Linked DNA regions of Triticum aestivum: region 1 is linked to region 2. The links are chromatin contacts, called in public Hi-C maps. All regions are on one chromosome and are shown on one strand. The core of a region is the stretch at or near the end of the contact, and the rest is flanking DNA. Distances in the headings are between cores, read along the strand shown.

Region 1 (4,784 bases), core at 1,709-4,208, 260 kb after region 2:
TGAAAGTGCTAGTGATCGACTAGAGGGGGGGTGAATAGGCGATTTTTATGAAAATCTTCAAAACATGGAAGTTTCGAAGACAAACGATAGAAATAAACCTATTACTATGCAGCGGAACGTAGACTACACTAGGCAAACCATAGTCAAGTATTCAATGAAGTGAAAGCACAATGACTAATAGCAGCTAGGCAGTAAAGATCAGGTAGGAAAATATTGTGAAGCCAATCAGAACAAGAAGTCACTCAGTGAAGACAAGATAATGCAATCATACAATGACTTCACAAGGACCAACAGTAAGTAAAGGGAAGGGAAGGATGAAACCAGTGACTCGTTGAAGACAATGATTTGTTGGACCAGTTCCAGTTGCTGTGACAACTGTACGTCTGGTTAGGGAGGCTGAGATTCAACTCAGAAGACCTCGTCTTCACCTTATTCCCCTTAAGCTAGGGACACCCAGTCCTCGCCCAATCACTTTGGTAAGTCTTCAAGGTAGACTTCCAAACCTTCACAGACTTCGTTCATCGGCGATCCACAATGACTCTTGGATGCTCAGAACGCAACGCCTAACCGGCTGGAGGATTCACAGTCCTCAAGTGTAATAAGTCTTCAGATCACACAGACAGGAAGACTTAAGTGATGCCTAACACTCTTTGGCTCTGGGTGTTTAGGGCTTTATCCTCGCAAGGAATTCTCTCTCAAAGGCTTCGAGGTGGGTTGCTCTCAAACGACAAAAGCCGTACTCTAACTGTGAGCAGCCAACCGTTTATGGTTGTAGGGGGTGGGCTATTTATAGCCCCTTGGCAACGCGACCTGATTTGTCCGAAATGACCCTTGGTCACTAAGGAACTGACATGTGTTCCAATGGTCAGATTTTAAACACACACGGCAACTTTATTTGGACTACAAGCAAAGCTGACTTATCCAACTCCGGACAAGATTTGCTCTCATAGTCTTCACTGAAGACATAGGATTTTGGTTAAGCATCACTTCAGTCATTCTGACTGGTTCTCTTGGACCCCACTTAACAGTACGGTGGTTCCTATGACTCAACAAAAAAAACACAGAACGACGAAACTGCTAAGTCTTCGCGCTCCATAGTCTTCACGCGATGTCTTCTCTTATCATAGTCTTCAGTGTGAATGTCTTCATATACCACCTTTGACTTCAATGTCTTCATACATTTTTAGGGGTCATCTCTGGTAGGAAAACCGAATCAATGAGGGACTTCTACCTGTGTTATCTTGCAATTCTCACAAACACATTGGGCCCTCAACTAGGTTTGTCGTCAATACTCCAAAACCAACTAGGGGTGACACTAGATGCACTTACACAAACGAGGAGTGATCGGAAAGTACCATACAACTTTTTGAGAAGATTTTTTTCCTGCCTTCTTGTATGGAGAAGCATTGCACACTGGACAGCTGGTTTTTTCCGCGTGCTCCCCCGATAAATGATACAATCGTTGATGCATGCGTGGTACCTAATGTGTGGCAAATCAAAAGGGAAAACGATTTTCTTGGCCTCCTCGACACTAGTAGGATACAGGTTCCCCGCGGGAAGAACTTTATTATGTAGAAACTTCAAGTGCTCATCAAGGCTTTTATCTGTCCATTTTTTGGCATTCGTCTTTAGAAGTTCGAGCGTGAAACTCATGCGGGTCACCTCGGGATCCCAACCGTCATACAATGGAGTCCTCGAGCCTACTTCAAGTTGCGCCAGCTTGGCCTCTTCTCTAGAAGCAGCTCTCTCGCTAATCGTACTCTTGCGAAGGAGGTCTCGAACATGAGGGTCCTGCACGACTGAACTTAGTAGCGTCAAAGACTGCGGCATGACCGCTGCCTCTTCTCCGCCATGTTCGGACTCTTCTTCGTCGTGTCCTGAATCTTCTCTGCCGCCGTCGTCATTTCGGGACTCTTCCTCCTCGACATGTCTGGAGCCATCGTCTTATTGTCGATCGGTCATCTCTTCGTCTAGCCCCATTGTTAGGGATATACCCCGCGGTATGACCCGCCCGGGCTTGGCGTTTTCATTGGCAACCCACCGTTAGTGGCGACTCACGAACCTGGCGACTCACGGATGGCCCTAATGGCGGGTCAGATAGAAGACAAGGCCCAAAGCCCAAAAGGCCGGCTCACGTTATGATGGGCCAGCTTAAGAGGAAAGAGATGACGAATATTTCCTTTACGAGGAAGCAAGACCCGGACTTGTATTCAACTTGTAAGAAAGGATAGACTAGTCCTAGTCCTACTAGGACTCCACATGTAACCCGCCCCTTCAACATATATAAGGAGGGGTATGGCTCCCCAAAAAGGGACAAGCAACAAGAAACAATAATCTCTAGGGCTAGACACAATTAGAGAGAACCGGCTTACCGGCGACTCTTTCATAAGCATAATGAGATCTAGCCACAAACAACATGTAGGGCTATTACCGGATGATGCTTTCCGAGACCCGAAGCTGTCTAAATCCTTGTCTTGTGTTGCGTCTCTCGATTCCGCTCAACCCCTCTCAAGCTAATACAAAGATGCGTTGGCCTCACGACTAAGTCCTCACATTAGGACATCTGCCGTGATAATTCCACGACAGTTGGCACCCACCGTGGGGCCTGCGCACGGTGATGATGAGTTCTTGAAGGGATCTTCCTAGGGATCGAGGAGTTTGCAATTTTCCGGATGAAGATTTTACAATCCATGAGATTGAAGTTGAAAAAGAATTAGCATTACAGTTGATCCGCCCCCGCCTGTCCTATGATTTATTTGATTGTTTTACAAGTCGCCGAAACGGACAGACTTCTAAAGAAGGTGTCAAATCTGAGTTGGCTGACTACTTCAGCGTTGACTTGGACTCGTCAGACTGCCTACGTTGACAGGCGTCGCCTCTGAGCCGCCATGGCCAAAGCTCGCCTCGTGGCCATGCATCATCGAGTCGCTGTCACTGCCTCTGCTTCTGCGCGTCTCCATCTCAATCCTCCACGGCCAAGTCGCCAGGCCACGCCTGAGAGTCGGTCTGCGGCGCGGCTGTCTCACGTCCCAAGGGGACCTACTAAAAATCTCGATGTGAAGTAAAGACCGAATCAGACAAGCACTCCAATTAGTACTATCTCAACTAGTACTCCTCAACATCTTGGAGGAACACTACGTCTATATTCATGAAGCAGTAAAACCGTATCAGCATGCTACTTTGGTTGTTTCCCCGATGCTACTGCTAATCAAGACCGTATCATCTGAGGACAGATGAGCTACACTAGAAACTTGGGCTGCATGCGCCCTGTCAGCTATGGATCAAGACGAGGACACGACTCTTCATCCTCGCCGTTCCGCCCCCGCCACCGCAGCGGTGCCTCACCGACGCGCCCCCGCTGACCGAGCCGCTGGCGCCGGTCACCTCTGTCCAAGCTGCGGCCCGCTAAGCCGCCTTGGCTGCTGCAACCCGCCGGCCTACCGCGCTTCAAGCCGCCGACCGCCGCGAGCCGCCCATGCTCCAGCCGGCCCACCATGGAAGTGAACGACTCGAAGGAAAACACAGACGTGATTTCATCCAACTGACCGCGACTCGGACTTGGGCTGCGATCTCCACCTCTGAGCAGGCTTCTGCGACCTCCTCTACTGCTACGTCGTGGTCCGCCTGTCGCGGTCACAACTGCTGTTCGGTGCCGGCCCTGATGAGCGGCCGAGCCACCACCGAGTCACCTCCGACGAGCCACCCTCGGCCTCAGTCACCTGAGCCGCCAGCTAGCGGGCTCCGAACTCCTCACCGCTGCTGCCGTGGCCGAACCGGCGCTGCCTCTTTCTACCACGGCCTGCTCACCTTCGCCGCCCTTGTGGCCTTGCTTCAAGCGCCTACTGCCTCCGTGGCTGAGACGAGGAACTTTTGCCACTTTGACCTTCCCGCGCCGACGCGGGTTTTCCCCCCAAGTCGTCGTGATGAGAGCCACATCCTTCACCGGCCTCACCTTCACCGCCGTGCCATTGAGCATCTGCGCCGAGTCGCTGTGTTCGCCTCGAATCGCCGGGTCCCGCTGGTTTGACCCCGAGCCGCCCGTGGCCATGGTTCGACTCTGCCTTTTCTTCTGCTGCAGGCACGGCCGTCCGAGCCGTTCTCGTGCTGCCCTTGACCCGGCCCGTTGCTCTGAGGGCCGGCACCTACTCATAGCCGCCGAGCTCACCTTGCGCTGAGCCTCCGATGTGGCCTCGGCTGGCCGCTTCCGAGTGTTGCCTTTGCCTCTGAGCAGCCCCGCTGGGTCGCGCTCGGCCAGGTCACGCCCGCAAGCCGCCTGTTGCTGCCCCTCCGCGCGCCGCACTTGGCCTCACCTTGAGCCACCCTGTCGCCTACATCACCACAGCTGGGCTCTACTTCAACCCGCCGCCTCGCCGGCGCCTCTGCACCGGCGTGACAACGACGCCTCGAGCTGTCGTCGTGGCCTTGAGTCGCCGCTTCTGAGACACCTACGCCGTTGCTTGTTTCCACTTCTGAGTCGCCGGCGCCGTTACGTGCTTCTGCCATGGCTCGTTTCAAGCTAACACCAGTAAACCGACCGCGCCTACACTGTCTCGCGATGGCCTGAGCTGCCCTCGTCGGTGCCTCGAGCCACTGTTACGGCCCGTCTCGTCGCTCACCTTTGCCTAAACCGCCCTGTGCGTCTGAGCCGCCTTCGCTGGCCTCCGTACCAACACGCGCGAGTCGTGCAAGGGTTAAAAGTCCTGGACGGTTTCATAAAAGATCTGTTAAGTTACCGCTGCTGTTGAGGGGAGTACTAGTTCTGCTTTTAGTGAATGTGTGTTCGT
Region 2 (4,711 bases), core at 951-3,450:
CAAACAATTGTGAGTCATCTTAGATATAGATAGTAGTAACATGTACACACAACTTTCGTTCCCTCATTCAACTATTCATGCTGCATCGCCACATTCATCGTGTGCCCATCGGGACACTGAAAGAAAGAATGAATATCAGGCCTATTTTCTTGCTTCAGAAGAAAATAAAAGTCTTGGTAAGGTTTATACTGTGATAGCTCATGATTACACCCTATGTCTGTGCGTTTTGACGGTCACCACACTTCTTTGCTACAGATTGCCCCATTTCTGTTAAGCAAGACTAATGCGCATGGGCTATAGTCCTCACCCCACGCATCTTTGTAATCTACAGTGGCAATTGTTCAGCGGATGGAACTCACAAAGGGTCAACTAAGTGAAGATGGCCTACCGATCACTACAGGATCTTTATCCAGCAGGAACAGGTATGTGACAAGCTGACATGATTTTTTTGTCTTTTGTTAATATCTCATTACAAATATTGCAATTCAGCAATAAGGGCCAGTCAGGCTTTGTAACATGGGTTTGATTGATGTTGACAGATTATTCTGTAGCAAGTCTCCGGTACTGATATTGTTTTTGTGTAATTTGGCTTTGTGTCAGAATCAATACGCTGTGCACCAGTCAAGTATAGAGAAAATACAATGGAGTGCTTTGATGGATTGATTAAGGGCTGTGCAATGTCATCCTCCGAAAGCCTGTAGGTTACGTGATTGTGTTGGCCCTGAATAATGACTGACCAAATCAGGGAAACATGGCTTACTGTTGATCTTGGACCTTGATTCTACTCTAGGCATACAAAGCTGTATCAGTTTGTTATGCCAATCAATGCAATACCTGCAACAGGCTATTCATGGGCAGGTTTAAATCCCTTTCAGACTATCTTGAGTATGTTCTGATATTCCTGCATTGAAGTGGTTGTCAACATAGAATGATGTCTTAGTGGGAGATGCATATGTTAACTGCAACGCTAAAAATAGCTCTCAGTGGGATCATATGCTAAGTAAAGAAGGACCGACACAATTATGCATGGTGTGGACACATGGAGCCAAGTGCGATGAGGCCAACTAACTGGCTGCTGCTCAATTATAACCCCTGAAAGTTAAGAGCATGAACAGGAGCAGTGATTGGGACCAGATTCTGCAGACACTAGCCTATGATATATGGTCATGAGCCTGATCAGATGCACCGAGAACTAGATTTGGATGGCTGATAGCCTAGGATGGAGACTGGAGGCTCACCCTTTCCTGATCCTGTTTGTTTTTCTTCTCCTGGTAAGGGTAAGCATTTCTCTCTGCAGTAGCCTTCCAAACGATCTGAACCTTTGCATTAGCCTGTCTTAATACCTTTTGGCTCTACTATTATTGGCCACCAACAGCACATGCTTTCTTTGCCCTTAGCTTGGGTCACCTTCAGCCTCTATGGACCCATCTGGGTTTCCGGTTGATGCGTCTTTCTTGTATACCACACCAGTCTTTGCTTGCCTGTCCCTGCCCCTGAGTAGCATTGCCTGCTCCATAAACAACTTGTGTGTGTGGGTAGGGCGTGCCATTTTTTAAGTGCACTGCTTCAGGAACTGGCTTGCTTTGCCTGTATGGTTTTGCTATCTTTTTTTCCGGACCCTGCCTTGACTTTAGGAAGCTTCCACTATCTTTACTTGTGCTTTGATTCTCATACCAGTTACCGCTAGATTTCGACCTAAATCTTATATTATCTGCCGAATTAGTTAAGTAAAGAGTTCCAGTTTTTTGCAGCTTGATTTCTGATGAATGTCTCTGTTGATTCTTGCTTGCATTGAGAAGGTTCTCTGAATTGTGTTGTTCGATGTCTCTTTGCTCGTCTGGTCGAACGTCACAATTAGAGTGGCCAGTCAATACCGCCACCCCTGTTTCCATCATCATCTATCTGCCTGGTGTGGTGTCTATCCATTAGGAGTCCGACAAAGCACCCCATTTACGTCGTGAAACAATCTCTTTCGATCGCTTGAATGAACAAATCGGCGCCTAGCAAGCAAAGAAAAGAATCCTGATTTGAACACCAGAACCAGCTCGGCCATCTCCGTCGCTCTGGACAGATATTTGGACGATCTATCTATCAGCATCGCGCTGGAGTCTCGTTTCTTCCTACTCGTGCATCACAGCCTCTACTACTCTAGTATCAGGTCATTTTTATGCTTGTCCCATCTGAGAGGAAGAAAGTAATGTGTGCGTGGCGTGCATTGATATATATACGTGGAGGCGTAGGGGCCCATCCATGGTGGCGTAGCCCAGCCATGTGTTATTTGGTTGGTTCAGATTTCACAATCTTGGCATATGTATGCATCGAGGGTCAGGTGCCTGTCCCTCTCTGCATCCAATTTCTTTGTTTGCATGTCTCCATGATCTTTCTTTATCTGTACCATGTCACCAGGTAAAGACGTATGTATCCAAGGGAGGTTATTCTAGCCCAATAATACCCCAGAAACGACGATTTTATTCCATGTCAATGAGACTGAGCACGAGCATCTGGAGGGGGAATGAATGACTCCACGTTTAGCTCATCACAAGCCGGCCGGGTAAATCAATTTAGGTCGGCATTTAGATAGCTTCTGGGCTGTGGCCACGTTACAATCATCATACGCCTATCTTATTGGTTGGGCTCAGTGGCTCCTTTCTTCAACTCTAGGGCATATTTCTTCTTCCTTTTTCTTATCAATACAGAATTATACTATGAAGTTAGCATGTTGTACTCCCTCTATATCAAAATATAAGATGTTTTTTTTCACACTGTGATAGTGTCAAAAAATGTCTTATATTTCGATACGGAGGGAGTACCATCCACCCATGGATCGATGATGGGACTTGACGGGAGATGCTAGCTAAACAAAGCTCATTCCTGGTGATGTAACATGGAGTGCGTGCGTGCCATCTACTTGCACTGTCACAGGGGGGACGAGCATAGTGCAATACTCCATGCCAACTTTTTGTTAAATCTGAAACAACACTTGTCATTTTGGGCGCCTAATGACGTGCCATTTTGCCAACCCATGTACAATGACTTGTGCAAGCTGCATTGCCTCCCTTGTCCCGTGCTGGTCGATGGAAGCCACACCCGGTTCCCTCTCTCCTGCATCTTTCTGCCAGCAAATGTTTCTCGGAGCTATTTGCAGCAGTCTGTTGCCATGCGTTTTGTCCCTCTCTATCTTTTTTTCTGCCTCACGTTCTTTTTATGCGGTCCTGTTTTCAGCCTGCTTTCAACATTTGGAAGTTAAGATGTACCAGCCTGTGGATTCGGGTTTGGGGACGCTGTCATTGTCGAACTGCTGAAGGAGAATGGTCTTCTGCCTCATCTGTCGCGACAAATAGACGACATTGTCTTCCCGCTGGATGATGAGCTTCAGGAACCAGCATCCTGTGTTGCATCCTCTCTGCGGAAGAATGGCAGATCCGTAGACCTTGTACAAGACAAGTGTCTGAAATGGGTGTTTAAACATGCAGATCGGACAAGTGCTAGCAGGCTGGTTTTGGTTGGGGAAATCTGAGTGGGAGCGAGGCATGGTTCGTGTGAAGGCACTGTCTGCCAGAGAAGAATTTGAGGTCAATGCAAGCGAATTACAATAATTGTTAGTCAATCTGGAGGTTTTACTTCCAAACCTAGCACTTCTTTTCTTTGTTTTTGCTGTCTACCGTTGTTAGTCCTCCCTTTGCAACATTTTAGGTTGTGCCATTCATGTCATAGTATATAGAGTAAATATCATGGAACCATAATAACTGGTGCTTAGGTTAAGATAACCACAACTCCAAGAAATAATTATGTACTACCTCTGTAAAGTAATATATGATCTTTTTATATTACTTTACAGAGGGAGTAATTGAGATGCATGATTTGGATGGTGGTCATGAACCTGGTTAGATGCACTGAGAGCTAGATTTGGATGGCTTACCCAGAAAAAGTCAAGCAAATACAACGGATGGCCCGCCCTTTTCTGACCCTGTTCGTTTCTCTTCTCCTGGTAAGGATTTCTCCCCAAACGATCCGAGCCTTTGCATTGGCCTCTCTTATCAATACATTTTGGCTCTATTATTGGCCACCAACAGCACATGCTTTCTTTGACCCATCTGAGTTTCCAGTTGATGCGTCTTTCTTGTACACCAGTCTTTGCTTGCCTGTCCCTGTCCCTGTACCTGAGTAGCACTGCCTGCTCCATAAACAACATGTAGCTTCAGGAACACAAATCCATGAGTTATCACTGCTTCAGGAACTGGCTTGCTTCGCTTGTATGGTTTTGTTGTCTTTTTCTCTGGACCCCTGTCTTGACTTTAGGAAGCTACCATTATCTTTACTTGTCCTTCACTTTGATTCTCATAGTTACCACTGGATTTCGACCTAAATCTTACTACAACACTATTTTATTTACCGAATTAGGTAGAGTTCCAGTTTCTTGCAGCTTATTGGTTAAGTGACATTATTGGCCTCTTGATTTCCGATGAATGTCTTATCTCTATTGGTTCTTAGCTTTTACAGTGGGTGGATATTCCCTTTTTCTACCCTTGGATAGAGTAGGTTTTCAAACTTTCATGAACCTGGCTGGCATTGAGAAGGTTCTCTGAATTGTGTCGTTCAATGTCTCTTTGCTCGTCTGGTTGAACGTCACAATTCGAGTGGCCAGTCAATACCACCACCCCTGTTTCCATCATCTGCCTGGTGTCTATCCATTAGGAGCCCGACAAAGCAC

What was found. Hi-C and Micro-C count contacts between places; a contact is called where the count stands out from the background.
Region 1: a Hi-C map of leaf shows a contact between it and region 2, with 9 times the contacts expected there. The contact joins two enhancer-like sites. A contact is called at or near these places in 2 of 5 Hi-C or Micro-C datasets (both in leaf) and 1 of 1 datasets of contacts at active chromatin or transcription factors (leaf).

The regions. Positions count from the first base shown.
Region 1 is chr7A:640,184,638-640,189,421 of IWGSC CS RefSeq v2.1, forward strand. No RefSeq gene overlaps it. Among protein-coding and RNA genes, the nearest start is that of LOC123148875, 85 kb to the left of the region's middle. Within about 2 kb of position 2,959, at least 3 of the 8 cell types and tissues checked have an H3K27ac peak or open chromatin away from gene starts, as enhancers often do. A contact at or near this core is called in leaf, where this site is marked.
Region 2 is chr7A:639,929,166-639,933,876 of IWGSC CS RefSeq v2.1, forward strand. No RefSeq gene overlaps it. Among protein-coding and RNA genes, the nearest start is that of LOC123148873, 6.0 kb to the left of the region's middle. Within about 2 kb of position 2,201, at least 1 of the 8 cell types and tissues checked has an H3K27ac peak or open chromatin away from gene starts, as enhancers often do. A contact at or near this core is called in leaf, where this site is marked.